Linked DNA regions of Zea mays: regions 2, 3 and 4 are each linked to region 1. A link is a contact called in public Hi-C data. All regions are on one chromosome and are shown on one strand. The core of a region is the stretch at or near the end of the contact, and the rest is flanking DNA. Distances in the headings are between cores, read along the strand shown.

Evidence for each region. Hi-C and Micro-C count contacts between places; a contact is called where the count stands out from the background.
Region 2: a Hi-C map of tassel shows a contact between it and region 1, with 5 times the contacts expected there. The contact joins the promoter of LOC103637741 here to the promoter of LOC100285721 in region 1. A contact is called at or near these places in 3 of 25 Hi-C or Micro-C datasets (ear, leaf and tassel).
Region 3: a contact with region 1 is called in a Hi-C map of leaf, with 5 times the contacts expected there. The contact joins the enhancer-like site here to the promoter of LOC100285721 in region 1. A contact is called at or near these places in 3 of 25 Hi-C or Micro-C datasets (ear, endosperm and leaf).
Region 4: a Hi-C map of leaf shows a contact between it and region 1, with 5 times the contacts expected there. The contact joins the promoter of LOC103637742 here to the promoter of LOC100285721 in region 1. A contact is called at or near these places in 2 of 25 Hi-C or Micro-C datasets (ear and leaf).

The regions. Positions count from the first base shown.
Region 1 is chr1:107,505,552-107,511,296 of Zm-B73-REFERENCE-NAM-5.0, forward strand. LOC100285721 (NADH-ubiquinone oxidoreductase subunit B17.2) reads right to left here and starts at 2,594. Exons shown (of 5, transcript NM_001367226.1): 1 at 2,429-2,594; 2 at 1,322-1,348; 3 at 1,139-1,230; 4 at 746-855. The coding sequence starts at 2,517.
Region 2 is chr1:107,287,049-107,292,793 of Zm-B73-REFERENCE-NAM-5.0, forward strand. It overlaps LOC103637741 (4-coumarate--CoA ligase-like 3), which reads right to left and starts at 3,095. Exons shown (of 6, transcript XM_023301294.2): 1 at 1,829-3,095. The coding sequence starts at 2,890.
Region 3 is chr1:107,656,550-107,662,294 of Zm-B73-REFERENCE-NAM-5.0, forward strand. No RefSeq gene overlaps it. Among protein-coding and RNA genes, the nearest start is that of LOC103637747, 13 kb to the right of the region's middle. Within about 2 kb of position 3,247, at least 19 of the 20 cell types and tissues checked have an H3K27ac peak or open chromatin away from gene starts, as enhancers often do. A contact at or near this core is called in ear and leaf, where this site is marked.
Region 4 is chr1:107,367,412-107,373,156 of Zm-B73-REFERENCE-NAM-5.0, forward strand. It overlaps LOC103637742 (CSC1-like protein), which reads right to left and starts at 2,581. Exons shown (of 11, transcript XM_008660607.4): 1 at 1,895-2,581; 2 at 1-98. The coding sequence starts at 2,211.

The sequences.
Region 1 (5,745 bases), core at 1,344-3,843:
CCCGGTGGTTGGCACAGTGGTCTGAACGGGGTGAATAGTGTCGTCATCCTGTCAGAACGATCAGTAAAAGGGTGAAGTGACTGCGGTCATTTCGACCTTGCCAACTGAGGCGCGTGTGTCAGGATAAGGTGTCAGGTGATCCCCGCATTAAATGCGCACGTGATACGGTCGGTGGCAAGGCGGTTTGGCCGAGTCCGCCATACGACAAAGTTTGTCCGAGCTTTGCCTCGGGCGAGCCGGGTGTGCACCCACTGCCTGAGGGGACCCTCGGGCGAGCCGTGAATCCGTACGGAACTACCATTCTTGCCCGAGGCTGGGCTCGGGTGAGACGGGATCGCGTCCCTCGGTAGATGAGGCCTTAACTTTGAACCGTGCTTACCAGCCTTTATGGTTTGTTTTAAAGATGTTCTCCAGCCATGTTTAGGAGTACTGGGGGTACCCCTAATTATGGTACCCGACATGTACTAATTAAGATATTGCCTTGAAGCTCCTTGCACCAAATGAAATAAACACCCAAACCCCCTTAGGCACATATCCCAATGTGGGTGACATAAAAAACATGAAGTTTTTCAAACAAACCAAATTCTATTCATCAATAGTAAACAAAATTCCAAATCATCAATACTGATGCTCAATTGTAGATCAAGACAGAAACAAGGCATCAAGCACCGTTGCAAGCACATCAGAAGACTGAAGCATGAACACTATTCAGGAATTAAAGCAAATAACATGGAGCAAAACTTGCCTTATCCCCGGTGCTATCTGTGATGTGGTGCAGCCATCCATGCCATTCAGCAGGCACTTGGGATGCATTGTAACGACCTTTCTCTGCATATTCTACCCACCTATGCCTTCCTGCAAAATTTACCATGCTTAGTGTTCTAGTGTACTATCAGGGGGGAATGACCAGCAATGCAAGAGATATTTTGCTCCAACAAATACATGCACATCAGTGAAGTGAATCCCAAAGTAATAACAGCTAAGGTATTTGTCCAATAGGTTCAAGAAGAAAAAAGAGAAGTGCAATATAATTGCTGCCAATGACAGTCCACTGCTTTCACGATTTAAATTCGAATCATAATAATTTCACAATAAAAACAACCATGGCACATCAACTAGCAGAACAGAGTTGACTCACCATACTGAGTGTCATGTAGTTTCTCATAATATTTGTTACCAAACTTGTCAACTCCTACAAGTGTTGCGCCAATATTGTGGATTTTCGTTTGCCTGGGGAAAAAAAGATTAGCTGTGCTGACAGCTGAGACACATAACCACACCCATTCCTTGAAAAATGGAGAATAGGTAGGTGGCCACTTACAAAAGGTTCCCGTCCAGAAGGCATTTGCTGTAAATAACGAGATGTTAGAATATGGCAACAACAGATTTACATATGCATTGTAGAATTTAGCTATGACTCCAAACCAGAGAACTCATATCAGGCACGACGCAAAAACAATTCCTGGAAACAGAAACATGTGACAGACAATTTACATGGTGACACTCCATTGCAGAAAAGTAAAGGATCATAGATACAAGACAGCCAGATGTTCATAGCTACTGTAAACAGTTAAATATTGAAATTGGAGGGCATACTGTGTTGTCTTGAAGGACTCCAGGTGAAAGTGGAAACCTTTAAGTAATCATTGTTGTGAAGTGAGCATAGCCCATCAAGATTAATTACACTATGTTGGCACATGGAGCAGATTATGTTGTTTTCACTATTATATTATACCATAATTTGCAATGTCTAGCCAAACAGTTTGATCTGACTGAACACATATGTGGCAGAAGACAAGAAAAAGAATGCATGAACTCCGGGAAGGAATTGCTATGAACCATGATACTAGGTTTGCCAACAGTCAAAAAGTTGTTCTGTAATATACAAGGTTACATTACATGTCCAGTTCATATAGTCTTGGACTTGATCATATAAAAAATCGAGACATGTATAATGCAGGAAAGACACATATAAGTGGGTGTGTGATGGGTCAATCTAACAAGCAATGTATGTTGTATGTTGAAAACGAGCAAACGGACATTTTAGTTGATGTATACCTGATAAAATGAATCCACGCTTGCATATGCTGCATAAGCGATTGTAGTGTTATGCAGCATTAGTGATGTGGCGTTGTGTGAGCTAAGACATAGACACTATCGTGGACCAAATAGCGATTCAAAAGAATGTGGAGAGGAACCCCTACTTGTAATTTTCCCCGTCCTAGAGGCCAGAGCGCACCCCGCAGGAATAGCCAAATCGAAACAAATTAAAACATGGAACTAGCCCGTCAGATCCGCAACAAACAAAAAATACTAGCGGTGACACGACGGGAAGAGAGAGAGATGAGAGATCTGGATCGAGATCGATCGAAATGGGGGCAATCTGATTTGCGCGGGGAGAAGGTATTGACGGGAGTTGAGGGGTTACAAGTATCCTTCGTCGCGGACGTCGCGGATGAAGTTGGTGAGTCCCTTCTCCTTGATGCCCCTCAAGACGCCGCGCACCACCGCCGCCATGGATACCGTCGGCACGCCGGAGAGGGGGTGCGGACGTGCGGTGGAAACTGATGGCTTATGCCTTCGCTATTCGGTTCGGTCCGCCCGGCCGGCCAGGCTCGCCGGGTCGGCTCGTCGCGGGCTCCGTGCTATACGTGGGCTGGGCTCTAAAGAAGTCTGGGCTCTGATGCTCTTCACTTGTTCATCTTCATGTGGGCCGGCTCATCGAGCCTGGAGCAGTATTGAACGGACGAAAAATGGGCTTGGTGCATCAATTAGTCCAGACGCACTGCCATCGATAACAGTTCAGTTCAGCAGCTCGTTCTTCTGCTACGTCGTGGTAGTTCTCTTCCTCCTCCAGCAGGGAAAGCAGAAAGTTTAGCAAGCTAGTGGTGCGGGCGATGAGCCCACCCTTTCTGAATTGAATCTCTCTTGGTCGTGTCCACCATCCCATCGATGCAGAAAGGAAAAGAGACAACGTAGAATGAAACGGATGTAGACCTGCGCATGCAGCAATATCGCTCGCTTGCTGTCGTCTATCGGTCTCTATCTAGCGATCTACTCTACTGTATGCATGTTTCTAGGAGGAGCTACTGTCTAGTACTACTACTTCCTACTGCTTGCATCATCATCATCAGATTCGAGGTGAACAATGCGCACTCGATCGATCTGCCGCCGATGGAAGCTGGTCTGGCCGGCCGGTGCAATAGAATGCATGCAGTCCGATGATCTGATGTGGAGTGGAGTGGTGAAGAGGATATGCATGCGACTAGTGCTGGGGATATCATCCAATCCTTTTCTTCCCTCGATCCATCTAATCAAATCTATGTGCATGTTGCATGATCATCTCTGTGGCTGCCATCCTAGCTACCCTACCTGTTTGATTCTTATGGCTTCAACCCACTCATTTCACGCATTACATTGCATCTCCTCGTTACATTACATGTCTCGCCGCCATCATCGTAGTCGATCGTGCGCACTTAGCTTCCTACCTGTCGTTACATGTCATTTTCAGACCTACACCTTGTTCCGTCAAACCATGCACACGTCTTGTCACTGCTATCATTAGAGATGTCCAAACGGGTGGGCCGTGCTGGCCCGGCACGGGCCCGCCTTTGGCCCGGCACGTTTCGGCCCGTTACGTTGACGGGCCGTGCCGGGTTGGGCCACCGTGCCACATCCTAGGCCCAAGCACGGCCCGCATATAGCCGTGCCGTGCCGGGCCGGCCCACAGCCCGTTAAGGCCCGCCGTGCTTTGACCGGGTGGAAAGAAAAATAAGTAAAAAAAAGACTAAAAACAAGCTTTGCTAGGATGAACCTTGGTTGGAGGGTTTAAAATGCTTAGCTACACCACTCTAGCCAACTAAACCAAACTTATTTTGTGTCTAAACTATTAAAATTGCTTCTAATATACAAATAAATGCACTGAAAAATAAATTAAAAAAACCGGGCCGTGCTCGGGCCGGCACGGCGTGCCACGGCAGCGGCCCAAGCCCGGCCCGACTAACGGGCCGTGCCGTGTTCGTGACGGGCCAAAACCGTGCCGTGCCACGGGCCGCCCGACGGGCACGGCCCATTTGGACATCTCTAGCTATCATACAAACGCTAGCTTAGTGTTCCAGTGTTCCTTCCTCCTTTCACCATTACTCCATCCGATCCAAGTTTTGTCTGGCAAAGAAAAACACTATGGCTGTTTAGCACTCCTATCATTCTTACTTAGTGGCGTAGACAAGGGGGCTAGTGGGACCATGGCCCCCTCTAACAAAAGAACATTTGTTTTGTAGTTGTATATAGCTAAAATAAAAAATGTTAGCTTATAATAAGTTAAAATTTAGTACGTACTTAGCGCATATATGTGGTAATTGTTATAACTAGTGACTATTATATATTGTATATGTACATGTACTCTATTTATTAATATTATAATTGTAGTTATATATGTATTGGCCTCCTAAAGAAAAATCCTGGCTACGCCTCTATTCTTACTTGGTACTTTTATCACTATCCACTAGTTTTGGGAGGCACGTAATCGAGTTATTTTTCTTGATCATTGTTTTGTGCTACAACTCGGTACTTAAATACTAACCTACAATAACACATGCATCGGTTAGAATCTTAAGTTGTACTAGTTTGGACATGGTGGGTGGGGTGTAATTGTTCATTATGGCCTATTTAAATGTGTTAACAACGAATTGAGTCACACATTAGTTAAAGCTAGATCTCCGCCTTCACCACAGACCGAAAAATACAACGAAGGTATATATCACATTTACATGCTGAAGAATAGAATTAGCCCCAATGCACGTTGGTATGTTTAAGATACTTGAAAGAAGAGGGGAAGTTGCATACAAGCTAGAGTTGCCACCACCCATGTCACATCTGCACAACGTGTTTCATGTGTCCCAATTGAAAAAAGGTGTTTAAGGGTGTCAGACGAACAACAACCAATAGAAGATGGAAATTCTAGAGGATCTCACTTATACCGAGCGGTCCATCAAGATTTTGGATGTGGTCGAAAGGGTGACCCAAAGCAAGACAAATCGTATGTGCAAGGTATAATAGAGTCGTCATACGGGAGATGAAGCTACATGGAAACATGAGGAAGATCTCAAGTCCGTTTATCCCGATTTCTTCGCTTCTTCTTCCCGAATCACGCGACTATATTCCTTTAAGGGGTAGGTTTGTAATACCTTTCAAATTAGCAATGTTCATGTGCAAGTAAATGCCGATAGGAGAAAAACATATATATATATATATATATTCGTTAAGTGCACTATAAGAATGAAAGTAGGTAACAAGCATACATGGCAGAATGCATTCAACATGATTTTATATCATCTATCTTGACCACCGCCACTCGACACCACAAGTTTTGATCTGCCATTTCCGAGCTCTTGCAAAACCATAGTGGGTTTCTCTAAAGTTCCTCTATCTCTTGCAATCCTATCGGTGAGGTTTAGCACCCAAAACCCAATCTCTAGCGACCCGACCAAGATCCATGGCGATGCCACTTCCTAGTTGCCAACAACGTGACTTTGTTTCCGTTTCTGTTCGAAGTCATCATCATTCATCTTTGAATGTGTGCTCGGTGTTGTGCCATGTGAGTATCCCTCTTGATCATTAGTTTTAAACAATGACCACCTGGATGTGTGACACGTGTTCCGACTTATCAGAACTCGGTAATCTTCCCTACTAGCCTCTGTTGTCTATGCATAATTATGTTTTAGTCCAATTTCTTTAAAAGTAATC
Region 2 (5,745 bases), core at 1,845-4,344, 220 kb before region 1:
TACAATGCAAAACAAATCTTAGGAAGAAGAGGATACTTGAGGAAGATGGCTGTGAAGAGTGTGGGCAGGTGAAACGGCACGACACATTATGCTAGGTTGCAGTTATGCCAAAATGTTCTGGCAAGCAATCGGCATCCAAATTCTAGCGGACCTTGAAGTGTCTCAACTTCATCGCGTTGAAAGACCTACGAATATCCCAAAAGCTGAGTTCTCATCATTCATTCATCTCTGTTGCTGGCAACTATGGAAGCGTAGGAACGCTCTGGTCTTTCGTCAGGAGGCAGCATCACTAAAATGTCTCCTGCAACGATGCGGCAACGAAGCTGAAATCTGGTGCTACAGCCACCGAAGCAGAGAACTGGGTGTGCGTGCTGCCTGGCAGATGGTGTTTTCCAGTGCGAGGCAATAAGATGTAAACAGCAACCCCCACCCCCTCCTCCTCCAAACAAAAAAGAACAAGCTCGGTTCATGCCGGGTTGTAAATGTAAGCTGTTTGTATGTCACTGCGAGCAAACGACAATGAAATAGAATGTCAGGTGGGGAGCATTTCCCCATTGAGCTTCAAAAAAAATTCTAAACAAGACATGGAATCATACTTTGAGTTTATTAGTGTTACCCATATACTAGTGTCCTTGTTTAGTAAAATCAGAGAACATACACATGGGTCAGATTCCAAGTGGTGGTTGGCATTAGGCATAAAAAACCTGTGAGTCAAACACCGCACCTGCTGACACACGTCGGTTTCTAGGAAGGTTAACCTTATAATTCTGAAAAAGGCACATGATCATTTTGAGTGTGTGTTTGGATCTCATAAGATTATGCAAACAGTGATGGTAGAATCTAGATTTAAAAAGTGAGATATGTTTGAATCCCTGAATTCTAAAGAGAGATTAAGTAATAGGGTGGAGATGGATAATTGGATTATAAGGATCCCTCCCCCCTAAAAAAAATCCACTTGTTTGCATCTCATTTTAATTGTCACAGTTTTGAAAAGAACCAAACAAGGCCTTATTGTTACGTAGACATTCGTATCCATTTTTTTTCTTTTGCCAAACCAAACAACCTATACTCACATCAGATTCCTAGTGACATTTGACATTGTCCACAAGGAACTTGCTAAGCCAGGGTCTATTTTTAGTTTAGATGTGTAAAAGCTGTTGTGAGATATGTGCTATCTAGTTAAAACAACTATGAAACCTACCCTTCTCTTCTATCTCCCTCGAAATATTTGTAAAATGTCTATCTATTTCCAGCCATTTGGAAAAGTAGAAAGCTGAAAGTCAAAAGTAGGGTCCAAGATCGCCAGATGCTACGAAAATTGTACTAGGAAGCAGCTATTTTTGGAAAAAAAACAATTTCTGATTCTACCTGCTAGGTTGGTGTTCTATTTTTAACAGGGGAGAGCAAAACATAGCCTCAAACACCCCATACGGGCACCTCAGACACGTGTACGTTGTACCACTGATTCCGACACCTGCACCCACGAGCATGTAATACCAATGTGGAATACACACACTTGTCTTCAGCTAGTTGACACTTGTCTTCACCTATCTGACACTATTAAAATATTGCATGGTTACCTGATATGTAACTAGGTAAAACTCAACGCTTTTGTTCCTATTAAAAGACTATCCAGACTTCAGAGCAGTGTAGAATGGATTTTTTTCTCCTAAATGAAACTGATTCAAACTGATTTCCAGATTTGTGCGCGGTTTTGTTCCGTACTGTAGTGGCATAGCAGAGTCGTCCACATCAAGCATAAGCATAACTAACTTGGGCAAGGTAGGGAAGAACGAATGAAGTGACTGTAAGTGGGGTAGGCAGGAACCTGAATGAGATCGACGTGAGGGAAAGCCTTGACGAAGTCGTCGATGAGCCTGCGGCTGGACGGCGCTGCACCGGTTGACACTTGCACCAAGCATTCCAACGGCATTGCCGCTGGCTTGGTGGTGTGCACCAGCGCCGCCATGATGGGCGGAACGACCGGGAAGTGCGTGACTTTGAATCTGCGAATGGTCTTAACGGCTTCGCCTGCGTCGAACCTCTTCATGACGACCACCGTGGAACCGAGCGAGAGAAGTCCCACCGCGAAGAGCGAGAGTCCGTAGACGTGGAACATGGGCAGCGCCGCCAGGTAGACATTATCACAAGCAGGTGCGGCGTACTGCGAGGCCTCGAAGTGCACGAAGAGCTCGACCGTGGCGATGAGGTTGCGGTGCGTGAGCACGACGCCCTTGCTCCGGCCGCCCGTCCCCGACGAGTAGAGGATGGCGGCCGCGTCGTCCTGACCGACCGAAGGGCCCGGCAGTGGCTCGGAATCGAGCAGCAGCAACTCGCGGAAGGGTGCGAACTCGGGGGCGCCCTCGTCCGCGAGGTGGAAGGCGTCGGGGACGAGGACGACCGGGACGCGCAACGGCGGGAGCTTCCCGACGTTGTCGAGCGTGGCGAACACGAGGGCGGGGCTGGTGTCCCGAACCCTAGCGGCGATCTCGGCGGGGGCGCTGAACGGGCTCATTGTGGTGGCGATGGACCCGGCGGCGAGGACGGCGAGGAACGCGACGGGGAAGGCGATGGAGTTCGGCAGAGCGAGGAGCACGACGTCCCCCTCACGGAGGCCCCGACGGCGGCGGAGGCCCGCCGCGAGGGCGGATACGAGGCGGCGGAGGTCGGCGCGGGAGAGGGCCTCGGCAGTGGCGGCGTCGACGAGGGCCGGGGCGTCGGGGCGGGCGGCGGGTAGGCGGGCGAAGATGTGCGGGACGAGGGAGAGGGAGGGGTCGGACGGGAGGGCCACCGGAGGGTGCGTGCTCGCGTACACGCCGGCGGCGGCGCAGTAGAAGGTGGCGCCGGCGGCGGCATTGGCGGGGCCGTGGGTCGCCACGGCGTCCTGCATCGTCAGTGGAGATTTGTGGCTCTCCCCTCCCCTGGTCTTCTCGTGTCACTACTCTTTGGACTCCTTGCCGGACGAGTATAAATAGATGTGATTTGGCGGCTGCGAATGCGATGCCACCCTCCAGCTGCAGTGGATCAAGGCGACGGCGTCAAGGTGCGGAAAGCACGCTGCAAGCTGCAAGTGCAAGGAATCGTTTGCTTCATGCAACAGATTAATCGTAATGCCAGGTTGCCAGCTCCAGCCTCCAGCCACAGCCAGCCAGAGCCGCGGCGTCCGAAAAGAAAAAAACAATTTCAACCGCAACTCACTTTAGCACCAGCAACACACGATGCCCTTGGATTGATCTGTTCTGCCATGTGTTGTTGCTCCGGAAAGAAAATACTCTCAATTTCTGCCGCCACTTCCACCCAGAAGAAGGGTTGCTCTATTGTCCCACACCACATACGTTACATTTTTATTTTTTTAATAACCGAACGAAGTTCCAGCTCTTTCAATTATACTAAAAAATTCATTTTGATCCGCCATCTCGGTAAGTAATCTTTTTATGCACGCATTGGCTCGGGATACAAGTAGAGATGGCAATTGGGCGGGTAGAACGCGGATATATGGTTCGTGTTGTTGGTTCTTTTTGACGCCAACCACTGCGTGAGAATCGGCAGCGGTGCTCTCTGTACAGGCGTGGACGGTCCGCGACCTGTGGCAGGGCTAGGGTTTCCTGCCTGACGAGTCGGACGGTCCGCGCCTACAGGCCGGACGGTCCGCGCGTACGCAGGGGCGACGAAGATCGCCGGCGCCTGGATCTCGCTCCCGGAAGGGACCCCATCGGGGAGGAGAGATCCTAGGTGTTGTCTAGGCTCGGCAGGCCGACCTAGACTCCTCTAGTCGACGTAGAGCCGAAGAGAAGCGGAGAATTTGGGGATTGGAAAGCTAAACTAGACCTACTACTAAATGCACAAGAAATAAATGCGAGATAAACTGATTATTGATTCGATTGTTGATGATTAATCGACTGTAATCCTCTGTATTTATAGAGGAGGGGGCTGGACCAGTTACAAACAGATTTCCCGGGCTAATTCCGCGAATCTAGCCAACAACTGTAGCAAGAAACTCGGAACCCTAACTGGTTCTGCGCGCGCGTGGACCGTCCGGACCACAGACACAGACCATCCAGCACACTACACCAAAATAGTGAACTTCCTAGAGCCTAAACCCTAGGAAGTTAGCCCTAAACTCTAGGAAGTTAGCTAAACTCTCTGAAGTTAAGCCATCCTGTCGAAAGTTTGGCTCTCGGAAATTTTTTGTCGGAAGTTAGCTTAACTTCCTAGAGCCCTCTAGGAAGTTAGCTAACTTCCTACATCCAAATAAGCCTCTCGGAAGTTAGTAGGTTTTCGGAAGTTAGTAGCTTCACGCCGTCAGCGCCGTCAGCTGACTAACTTCCTACGACTAACTTTCTACGGCTGACTAAATACCGTAGGAAGTGTATGATTTTGGTGTAGTGGCGGCTCATTTTGGTGCTCAACATATGCCCCCTGCCTTTTGGTGGAGCTGAGCGAACAAAGCAACTAACTCGATGTGATTACGTCGGTTTTCTTAAGCATCTTGCCACATACTAGGATGGTACTGCTTGAGGAAACGACCATTCAAAGCTTGGGGCAAATCTTTGCCTTGTAGTGTTTGCAATAAATAGGCGTTACTAGATATTACCTGTTTTACTTTGTATGGACCCTCCCAGCTTGGCGACCATTTCTCAAACTTTTGGTCTTTGTTTTTTAGAGGCAGGATGGTCTTCCACACCAGGTCCCCTATCTGAAATGACTTAGCTTTGACCTTCTTGTTATAGGCCTTGGCTACTATGATCTTATCCTTTTTATTTCTCCTAAGGTTGTCATTCTCTTGTCGTTACTTCATCAATATTGTCCATCATTGAATTATAATAATCACCGACAGTTAGATCATTTTGCTTGGCGAACCTAACAACATTTAAACTTATTTTCACAGGCAACATTGTTTCCTGCCCATAGACAAGCTCAAAAGGAGATACTTTAGTAGCACTGCGTTTAGATATTCTGTGAGCCCACAAAGCTTCGGACAAAATCTTATGCCAATGCTTAGGATTATCAGATATCTTCTTTTTTATCAAGTTAATCAATGTTCTATTACTAGACTCGGCCTGTCCATTGGCCTGAGCATAATATGGAGATGAATTGAGCAACTTAATTCTATATAATTCAGCAAACTCACGTACCTCCTTTGACATAAAAGACGCTCCTTGATCTGTAGTCAAAGTCTGGGGAATGCCGAATCTATGAATAATATGTTTAGTTATGAACTCAATTACTTCCTTATGTGTCATGTTCTTCAGAGCAACGACTTCAGTCCATTTAGTAAAGTAGTCAGTGGCAACTAACATGAACCGATGCCCTTTGATGATGAAGGATGAATCTCTCCTATAAAGTCCAATCCCCATCCTCTGAAAGGCGAAGGCTTGATAATAGGATGTAATTCGGCTGCAGGGACCAACTGTAAGTCGCCGGATTTTTGACATACTTGGCATCCTTTGTAGTACTTGAAACAATCAGCTATCATGTTAGGCCAATAGAAGCCAGACCTTCGCAACAACCACTTCATCTTTGGAGCCGATTGATGGGTAGCACAAATCCCTTCATGTACTTCGGCCATGGCTAATATAGCATCACTAGGCCCAAGCACTTAAGCAGGACGTCGTTGTCTGTTCGGCGGTAGAGTTCATCACTCATTAAAACATACTTGAAAGTTGTACGCAGAAATGTTCTTGTCCATCCTAACACTGGGATTTTGTAGATAATTAATTATGGGTGTCCTCCAATCACTTGTAT
Region 3 (5,745 bases), core at 1,997-4,496, 150 kb after region 1:
AAGGAAAAAGAAAGAAAAGCCAACTTGCGCTGGGGTCCCCGAGCTTTTCTACTGTTCGTATTAAATCTAGGTCTCTAGAGCACTATTCATTCGTGTCACTAACAGTGCGAAAAACCCCCTGGGTTTTTCCAATCCTTAACCCGCGCTCCACCCTTGCCGGAACATTAAACGCGAACTCCGGTGAGCGATTGTACCTTACCGGCGGCGGTAGCGAGTCGGGGAAGAGGTCGGGGGGTCTCGTGGGGGTCCGACGAGCTTGGTGACAGTGGCGATTGGTCGGAGGAGGCCAGTGGCGTCCGGTCCTTGCGTATAGGCGAGCGGGGAAGGTCCGGCGGTGGTGATCCTCGTCTCTGGTGTGGGTAGGCTTCCAAAGAGAAGCCTGGGAGCTTCACCAGGCTCTGGTGAAGTGGTCTCTGTGCTTCGACTCGGCAGTGATGACTCGGGTTGGCCGGTCCACGTTCACCGACGTGCGCTCGTCGAGTGGCGGATGGGAGCAGACCTCACCAGCGCGGTAGGGCTCAATTAAACCGGTTAGTGTCACACCCGGATTTTAAGGACAAAGCCGGGTGCATCTCATACATGCGCCAAAGAAGACAACATATATAATAACAGAGTGTATAGAGATAAATGTCACAATAATCAGAGTATTTATTACATAGCAGAAATCTTACAAAATAAAAGATAAATATAAAAGGATCTAAAATCCATCCTTGGCGCCAGAAAGTCAACTGGGAGACGCCACCTAGATCGAATCGAACTCCTCGATGTGTCTTCTCTTGAACCACCTGTTCTTCTCCTGTGGGGGTGTGAGACAGCAAAGGGTGAGCTCACACATGTTCATCGTTCAACAAGTTGTGCGGAATAATGTGCATGAACTCACCAAAGGTGGGAGTTCATGTGAAGTGTAAAGCTGATCAACAGTAGGGGTTAAGCTGAGCATTGCTTTTAATAAGTTGGTCAAATTTTATTAGCAGTTACTAAGTGTAAGTAAATACCAAACCATAGTAATAATAAGTAAAAATAATAATAAAATAATCCCAATGCAATGAAATGACAAATTGAGTTTAAGTTCCATAAATTAATCATGTTAGTGTCCGAGCTGCTCATGACCGTGAGCACGGCTAGTATACCAGTTTTACACTCTGCAGAGGTTGCGCATCTTTATCCAGAAGTCGTGTTACCCATTTGCCACAGAGTTGATCAGACCCCATACACATCTACCTAGGAAGCGAGGCAGGGTACCACTATGAGGCCTTTACAAAGTTTCATTAGCTTCAGAAAACCCGCTATAGTTTATAGGAAGCTCCAGTGCAGGAATCCCTCGCCTGACCGCCATCGCAGCAAAATCAACCCAAGGACCTCCCTACACTGACCACTCCCCTACTGCCCTTGCCCCTTTCGGGTAAGGTAGTCATCCACTAGCTTTCCTAGTTAATCAGCCAAGGGTGTCACATTAAACCCTTGTGGTAGCACTGTTTTCCCGGGTGGTTCTCTATGTTCCCATTAACATAATGATCCTATCGTGAACAGTAATAATAAACAGATAATAAAAATTATAACAATGAGTGATGAATATCTCTATACCCAAAGCCACATAAAGCAATAGCATGTACTACCCAAAAATTTAGTAGTAAAACCAGTGGTGAAACAAGGTATAAAGATAGTCAAAATCTAGAGTAACATATTGGGTCCCATCAAAATTAACCTATGCAGATCATTATGATTAATAAGAACATGACTGGATAAAAGAAGTGATCAAGGGCACAACTTACCTTCCACGAGCTCCTGCTCAGCAGTCTCTACCAGCTGAACCTCAGGATCCTTAGTAGCTTGCTCGTCTATTCGCATCAACACAATACATGCATAGTATAGCAAAAATTAATATCACACCAAACATGTAAATAAAAAACACAATAATAATCTAGACATTAAAATAAGATCATAGAAACTGGAATCATTAAATTTAAAGTTATAGATTTTAAGTTATGAATGTTCCAAGGTTTCATGTGCTTGATATATGGTTAAGTGAGACATTAATTTTACTACTGTTTTCATGTCACAACAGAGACCCTAGGTGATAAACCTTAATATTACAAATTTTTTAGAAATTGGAATGGACCAATTTGGAGTTCATATGAATTTTCTATAAATTAAACAAGTTTCTGCAATTAATTTAATACCAAAAATCTATTTTCTAATTTTTATTTCCCTGGTTTTCTAATCTCTGGACTGGGCCTCAAATTCCCGAAAGCGCAGGGGCTTCCTCGCAAAACCCCCCACAGACTCAGGTTCCCACCAGAGTGGACTGCGGGTTTAAATTCTAACTTCCAGGAAGGTTCTTTAATAAAATGCACCCACGAGGGGTATGGGAGGAATCTGGCCGTTGGATGCCGCGCGGGCGGCGCAGATTAGATCTCGACTCCACTGGAACGGGACAACATGGTAACCGCAGGATCTTGAATCTACGGTTCGGATCCAACACACCCGTGGGGAAATCGTGCTCGCTAATTCGCAGATGAACGGCCAGGGATCTCCAGAACAAAGGGGTATGCAATCAAACTAATCCTAGCCGTCTGCATCCAATCGCACGGCTAGGCGCCTTTCTTCTACCCTGCAGCCGAGGTCGACCAGAGCACTCGCGCCCTCGCCGGAAAGCACGCCGGCGCGCGACTAGCCGACGATCTGGCGCCCGTCTAGCCGAGCGGTTTGGTTCTACGCGAAGCATGGGAGATGGCGAACTTTTTGGTGGTTTACATACCTTGAATCGAGACGGCAGGGGCCCCAATCATGCACCGCAGCGGCACCAGACGCGCCAAGGAGATCTCTCCGACCGCGGATGGAGTTGAGAGACGGATGCCAGCGACTCCTACACGGTGGCCTCCCTACCAACACTTCTCTGCTGGCGGCGGGGTAGGTTTAGGCTGTTAATGGAGGCGGATTCGAGCTTGGGGCGAGATCTCCAGGTTTTCTGTGCGTGATGTAGAAAGGCCAGAGAACGGGCGGCGGTGAACCTAGGGAAGCTGTGGAGCGGAGAGAGGCAAGGGATCGTGGCCACTGATATAGGTGTGGGCTGAGCCGCAGCCGCAACGGCTTACCCGGAATCGACGGCGAGCTTCTGCCATCGTCGGGCGAAGTTGTTGGAGTGACCCCCTGACGGCCCGGGCCCACGCGCCAGCAACCGTGCGCGCAGCGCGCGCAGCAAAACCAGGATGCGCCTGACGATGTGGGGCCACTGCACAGTGAAGGGAGCAAGATCGCGAGAGCACAGACTGCCAGGCGGGCCCCGGTGGTCAGTACGGCGCGCAGCGCGCAGGGGGATGGCTGAGCGGCGGGTTAGAATTTATGGGCCGCGCTAGGTTTTGGCCCAACACGAGTTTCATCTTTTCTTTTTTTCTTTTTATTTTTCCTTTCTCCTTTTGGATTTCAAATTCAAATTTGAATCAAACTTTAAATCTGAACTCATATTCATTTTAAATGTACAAATTTAACCCAATAGTATGGATGGTTTAACTATATTATTATATTTTTATATATATTTCTTTATTTTTGTATAACATTTTTCTTTCTCTACTCTAAACTCCAATTTGCAAATTAGGGTCAAATCTCCAAATTTGGATTTTAACCTATTTCTTTTTATATTATTTTTATATTGTCACAAAATACACACTAAATAAGGTCCAACATGATGCACAATTTAGTGGCATGTCATTTATTAATTATTTGTTTTTTTAAATATGGTATTCACATGTGATGGTATGTAGATACAACACACACATATAACTAAAGAAAAATAAATTTTCTCCTTTTACATTATCTCTTAAAAAATTGGGTATTACAAATCCTACCCCCTTAACAGAAATCTCGTCCTCGAGATTTTAGGAAGGACTAGGGAAAAGATGGGGAAAATCTATGTGAAGCTCTTCTTCTCGCTCCCAAGTAGCTTCATCTTCGCCATGGTGACTCCATTGCACTTTGCACATCTTTATAACCTTATTTCTTGTAACTCGAGTCAAAGTATCAAGAATCTTGATAGGGTACTCAACATAAGTCAGGTCATCTTGAACACTAAGGTCCTCCATCGGTAGCTGCTCCTCAGGTACCTGTAACACCTCTGGTGTTACTGTCACTAAAACTTGAGCATAACATTATGAGGATTAGCATATCATGTGGTTGTCACACCTAGAGTGCATTCACTAGGTGAAAATTTCAAAAATGTTGTACTGATATGGCTTGATGTGTGGTTAACCCTAGGGTCAAGTGCTTAACCCTAGATTTGGGCTTATGGATATAAGGTAAATCCAAACATGTGAAAACTTCAAAATATATGAGAAATGATCATGAGATATCACCTTTGATGGACTTTAGTAAAACCAAAACCCTAAAGTGCTCAAAGCCCTGAAAAGACCCTCGAAAACCCTAAAATTTAAACCCTAGGGGGCTAAGTGTAAACTTTGTACACTTTTGGACCAAAGTGCAAATATCAAAGTAAAAGAGCACCTCAAACCCACTAACTTTCATATTCAAGGATTTACAAGTTGAATAGTAAGATTTGGACCTCTTTGTAAAAAGACCCATGAAAACCATATGACTAAGTCTGAATTCCAGTAATTTGGGACCATCTTTGGGGCTGTATATCTCTTCATTCATGAGGATTCTGTCCTAGGTTAGTACATCAAAATGGTAGAGCTACTATAGGGGTATAAGTTCAATTAAGAGACCCAACCCTAAAACACTATGAAATCTCCTGAAAACATACCCCAAAACAGAGCTAATAAGACTCTGAATTTTCAGACCACACACAGTAATCTGAAACCTATAGAGCAGTGTATCGAGATAGGTTTGGAGTCTTTTTGTGACCAATCTAAAGGGTTAAAGTCTATGAGTTGTGTAGATAAATTAGAGACCATTAGAAGGGGATTAAATGTTCTTAAGAAACGTGGGCTTGATCATGTGCCAAAAATTAAGGAAAATGATGTTCAAAGTTGGGCTGTCAGGTTCATGGGTTCTAATCAGGTAGATCTGCTCTGAATTTCTATTTGTCTGAGCGACTTTGAGACCTTGCAGAGGCTGTCCTATGCGACTTGGTGCCAGGTTGATCTAAGCAAAGCTGGAAAGCTAGTATTCATGAGCAAGTTTTATTAGGAGACTTTGGCCTGATGTTATATAGATTTAGGAGGTAAAGGTGCCCAAACTGTCCCTGTCAAAAAGGAAGAAATCGGATGAAAACTGAAGACTGAAGTTCAGAAAATTGAAATGGTACCAGTGTATTGCAACTGATTTTTGGGCACCATAACTTGTAATCTATGAGGATTAGGTCCAAGAAACTTATAGTAACTTTATAGACCCTTGATTTGGGAACAAGTTCTGTTAATGGTGACTGACCTGTTCTTAACCAAAATATGGAGAAAAGGTTGACTGAAGAGGGGGGATCAGTCATGTGTTGAAGATTCAAAAGAACTGAAATATCTACCCTTGATATTTACTCTCCTTGCCGTGTCCCACTTTGGGATAGGATGAAGATTGAGATGAGGTGGTAGCAGGGATATTCAGACTTGCGCATCACTGAAATATCACCAGTACAAATATCTACTACAGTGTCATCCTATCCTTACCTCCTCCCTTTGCCATGGATAAACTTCACCCTACCTGACTGAGCTCTGTGAACCTGCGTGGATCTTCTTGAGTGAGCCACGACTACATCTCATGTTCATAGTTATCCCTACTGCAAATTCAAGAATCCAGCCC
Region 4 (5,745 bases), core at 1,331-3,830, 140 kb before region 1:
CAACTTCCTTTCTTAGATCAAGTAATGTGCCGCCAGATACGTTGACTGGGATAAGAACCAGAAGGGCGAGAGTCGTAATGGGCAGAAATATCTTGAGGCTGCCAAGGAGACGGAAAAGATGTGTTAGCATGCTGCATTGACTTGAGGGCAGCCTGTCTTATTGTGCTGCCAGAAAATTGATGCGTTTTTAGGGCAATCCCTTATTTGTCAATGCAAAAAAAATCTATCCCATAATCAAATCTCTTATTGCTATAGAGACAAGCCTCCCCCCCCCCTGGCAGGGCAATCCCTGATTTTGCATTGCAAAACAAGGGGGGAAAGAGGCAAAGGCCACAGCATTACAGCCTTTGCAACTTCGGTTGAAATTACCCAAAACATCTTGTGTAGATGCAGAGCATTGGCCATGTGGCTAAACGTGAAGTAGATAGAGTAAAATAACTGAATGCCATGTGGTGGTGCTGTGGCTGAATTATCCTCTGTTCAGCCCGTAGTAGCATAAGTAGTTGTACAGCTTGTAGAGAGCCGACAAAGCAAAGACGCCCAGCAAAATGAAATTTTGCATCGTGCCTTCTTTGGTCAAAGTTGCACCCCCAAATGGGAAACCTTTTGAGTGAATTTTCATCCAAAGTTCCAAACAAGTAGTAGAACTACAAGAAAAGCATCTCCAGTTGTAAGGAGCGGTCCCCCACTCCCCAGCTATATTGATGAGAACGCGACGCTGCCACAGCCACAATGACAAGGGAACAAAAATATGTCCGGGCCCGTGAGCGTGAGCGCGTTGGTTTGTAGTGGGCGAGCACTAAGCTAGGAAATCAATGATGGAACCACAGAAGTCTGTGCCGTCCTGAAAGAAAGCCAGGAATCGTGCGGATCAAATCAGAGACTAATTAACGGCACCAGTTTCGACGCCACGACTGAATGGGGCACTACAGACGAAACGTGCTAGGGACAACATTACCACACCAAATTCTGTATCATCAAACACAAGCAAATTCTGTTCTGTCACTGGATTATGCAGATTGCGTGAAAGCGATAAGTATAGTGTGCTGTGTGCAATGTAGTAATAGTTATCAAAGACTTCTCTGAAATAAAATGGTACTGATTAGTTTATTTTCTGGAAGGAAAAGATCTTGCAATTCTCGTTGGAAGGAAAACGCGCTGTTATTTCTGGAAGGATAATCAAGCAATTATATTTTTTGGAAGGGGAAAATTGCCGGTTTTTTTATTTGTTTCATCTAGCAATTTGCAGAGTGCCTAAATGTGACGGCTTTCTATGCTGTGCGTGAGACGAGGAAACAAGCACAACTGCTCAAAAGGTTCCGTAATTAAATATGGAAAGCAAGTTGCCGAGAGGAATGCGGTAGCCAGACGCAAACCCTCGTATGCATACAGGCAGGCAAAGCTGGCGATGGAAATCTGGAAAACCGTCATTAAAACTCATGGAGAAAAATCCGCCGTTTGCAGGAGGAGTTCAGCAAAAGAGGGGGGAAAGTGCGATAGATTACGAACTCCATCCCCTCGACCTCGACGCCGGTGGTTTTGTTGAATCGTTGGAGGAGAGAATGATGCATTTGTTTGCTGGCACTCCAGAGCGAAACGATTGCAGCAAGTAGCACACACCACGAACAGAAGATGAGAAAAGAAAAAGATGCACCTTGAACGTTAGCTAAGGCAGACCTCGTCCGAGAGTGAACGAGCAGTGAGACCAACCAGAATTGCAACCGCAGCAGTAGTAGTAGTAATTGATTTCGCAGGAAAGAAATTGCGGGTAGTGGTGGTAGCAGAAGAAGAAGAAGGGAGAAGCAAGCAGTAGTAGTAGAGTAGTAGTAGTAGAAGAAGGGAGAAGCAGCAGAGGGGGAGCGGCGGAAGAGAGAATTGCGGGCGCGCGGCGTACCCGAGCGTGTAGATTCTAAGGTAGACGGCGGAGTCGAGCCCGGCGTGGGCGACGAGGTCCGGCTCGGACATGCGGAGCGCGCCGGGCACCCAGCTGAGGAAGGTGACGTAGGTGCAGAGGTTGAGGTTGACGAAGCGGCGGAAGGCGGAGCGGGCGGCGTGGTCGTGCTGGTGGCGCTTGTGCGCGAGGTAGAGCTTGGGGAAGTAGACGCGGTCGTTGACGGGCTGGATGCGGAGGACGGCGAAGAGGAGCAGGAAGACGAAGGCGCCCAGGATGTTGATGAAGGCGGAGACGCCCAGGTCCTCGAGCGTCGCCATTGTCTGCTCTGCTCTCTCTTTCTGTCTGTCTGTCTGTCTGTCTCGCGGCCTTGGGACTTGGTAGGAGGAGGACGGAAGGGATGACCCCGGAAGGGAACGAAGATGAGACGGAAGGGAAGGGGAGGAGAGGAAGGTGCTGCCGCCTGATCTGAAAGGCAAATGCAGGGAGGGAAAGGGTAACCAGGAAATCAGAAACCAGAGGCCGCGTGCGCCGCGACGGTGTGTCTTCTTTCTCGAGTTGAAACGCGGCGCACACGCAGGTGAGGTAGCATGCACTCGGGATCGGGAGAGCGCCGCACGACGCACGCGGGACGCGGCGGCTCTAGGCTCTAGCAGTCTAGCTCTTCTACCAGTCTAGTCTAGCTGTTGCGTGGTGCTGGCCAGTTGGTCACAGCCGGTTTCTATCTGTCGCTGTGCGGCCCGTGGAGCGTGGATGGACGGGCTCTTCAGTCTTCACTCGTCGTGGATGCATGTCGTCCTCGCGGTGCTGCTGCCCTGCTCTCTCTTTTCTTCAGCGAAGCGAGCCAAGGAAGCGCCAGCCCAGCGACGACGTGACAAACAGAGGACCGCGCTGCTTGCTGAACAACGTGACAAGGAGAGCAAGCGGCGGGCTTGGAATTTCCATATACACGGATGAGATGGCACTCGAATCGAATGATAACCTTTTGGAACTTTCCACCAACTGACCCACATGCGTCGGTGTCACATGTCCGTCCAAATTCTCTGTGAAGGCAGTACTTGTAACAAGCAACAGGTAGGCAGCTACCCTACGCTGGTTATCTGTAATCAATCCCGCAACTGGTTTGTACTAACCTCCAAGTCCAAGCCCCTGTGGTCTGTGGAAGCAAGGAACGGTTGGCTCACTGACAGGAGGAGCACTTGCAGAGAGTCAACACGTCAAGCGCATCTCCTCCCGCCGAGGAAACGGAACATGCGGGATCGCCGGTCATGTGCTCCAAGCCTCCAACTACCTACAATGCCTGTACGGCTGTACACCACGCAGACAAGGTCGCACGTCCCCTGCAAAATAATTATTAGGACATGATAGGTTGTTCCATTCGGATTAAATTTAGCTATTTGAACTGTTTTAGTTGTAATCTGTTAGAAATTTACTGGGCATTATCAGGTTTAATTTAATCTAGAAAACCAGTGTGACGATATGTATATGCATGTGTGTATCACTACTCGTATAAATAGTAACGAGCAATAAAACATGCATAAATACGAAAAACAGAAAGTATCCTGCAGAGTGACCAATGTTCAAGGCATCAGTGGCTCCATTCACACGAGATATCGCGTGTGTATGTTCGATGTAGCTGTACAAATTCGATGCAGCAAGATGTACGCAGTGCAGTCCCTCGAAAGTTCTTCCGAAGAAGAACAACAACACACGTCGCCCAGGGAAGACGACGAAGAACCGGGTGTAGACGAAGCAGCGCTGGTCGAACGAATGAAACGAACAGTCGCGAATACGCTCCCAAAAACCTGATCGCCCACACACTCGTGCAACTGTTTATCTGCGGACGGCGATTTCGGAGTCATGCTGTCCCACTCTCTCTCTGTGCTCGCAGAAGATGGGACGAGGGCGTGCTGTTTGCAACGCGTGTGAGAGATCGTGCGTAACCGGAAGAGAGTCCTCGCTCTCCATTCTTATAGGCAGTCAGAAGGAGGGGAGAAGGAGAACGAACAAAAACAGTCGCGCCATTAGAACTAGAAATCGATGAGTAACTGACGTCCTTTACCAGCCAGAAGACAGGAAACGGACAGTCATCACGACAAGCAAAATGTGCAACCGTTTGAAAGGAATATTCGGACCAAGGTCCGATCTACAACGAGCCACGTATCATGTAAAGATAAGCGGAACAAGCCTCCACTACCATAGCCTTTTCTAACAAATGTTCCATAATTTGACAGTATACATTTATTAGACTGAAAAAAGTCTGTAGCCATCTCGACATAATTGTGAGCCACCAACTAGATTCTTTTTTATGGAGGGGACATGATGCACGTTCTTCAATAGCACTGTCTTTCTTGAAATAAACTTCAGAATGACTGTACCAACACCAAGAACACACGCATATGATCTGTTTTCCATCAGCAAGGCTACAGTCCCTTTGCTCTGATAAGAAGAAAACAATGAAATATCAACACCACATGAATATTAGCACCAATATCAGCCCACCACTTAGGGGATTGACACACAGAAAGAATAGTAGGTAAAAGATTACCATACCCCGATGTTCTTTCTCTAGTCTTGCTAATAACCATATTTACTGTTTTCTTCTCTTGAGCCGATTTTTATCTTGCTTAAATTTGTGGACTGGACAAGCGCTAGCTCAATGATCAGTACTCCCAGAAACAAAGCAACCAGCTCCTTTGTTCTTCTTTTCGAACGTGGCTGCCTGCTTGGGCTTCGTGGCATTCTGTTGCTTGTTCTTTTTTTATTATTATGTGATGCATTGGAATTCTTTTTTTGTATCATATTGGCACTAGAAGTCTCGATTCCTTTTTCATGAGTATCTTTTGCTCTCGTCCTCTCCTCAACATCAAGAGAACCAATAAGCTCAGCCACACTAAACTCTTGTCTCTTATGTTTTATAGTGGTAGCAAAGTCCGTCCAAGAGGGCGGCAACTTAGCGATAATATCGCCGGCCACGAACTTATCAGGCAAGACACATGTGAAGTGTTTGAGTTTCTTGGCCAGTGCCTGTATTTCATGAGCCTGTCCAACTACAGGATGGTTTTCCACCATCTTATAGTCAAACAGCTGCCCCATGATGTACAAGTCGCTATCGGCATAAGAAACACCAAATTTCTCATCTAATGCATCATATAATTCTTTTGAAAATGTGCATGTTAGATAAGAATCAACATACTTGTTGGCAAGAGCGCCAATCACGGCGCCTCAAAACTGGTTATCGACAACGTCGAACATTCGCTCCTCTTCAGGAGTGAACTGTTCGGGTTTCTCCTGTGCGGCGTGATAGCAGTTCATTGCTATCAACCATAGTATCATTTTACTACACTATCTCTCATAAAACGTCCCATCAAATGGTTCCCTTTGTTTTAACACAGCAGCAAAACCACTAATAGAAAAATGCCTAATATCAGGTTTTTGGAGCGTTAGAAATTTAGGCATTATCAGGTTTAATTTAATCCAGAAAAACAGTGTCATATATGTGATGACATGTATGTGCATGTGTGTATCACTACTCGCATAAGCAGTAAATAGCAATAAAACATGCACAAATACGAAAAACGGAAAGTACACTGCGGAGGGACCGATGTTCAAGGCATCAATAGCTCCATTCACACGAGACATCTCGTGTGTATGTTCAATGTAGCCGTACAAATTCAATGCGGGAAGTTGTATGCAGTGCAGTCCCTCGAACAGTCGCCGGAAGAAGAACAGCAGCACGTGTCGTCCGGGAAAGACGATGAAGAACCGGATGTAGACGAAGCATCGCTAGTCTAACGGATGAAGCGAGTAGTCACGAATACGCCCCAAAAATCTGATCGTCCGCCCACCCATGC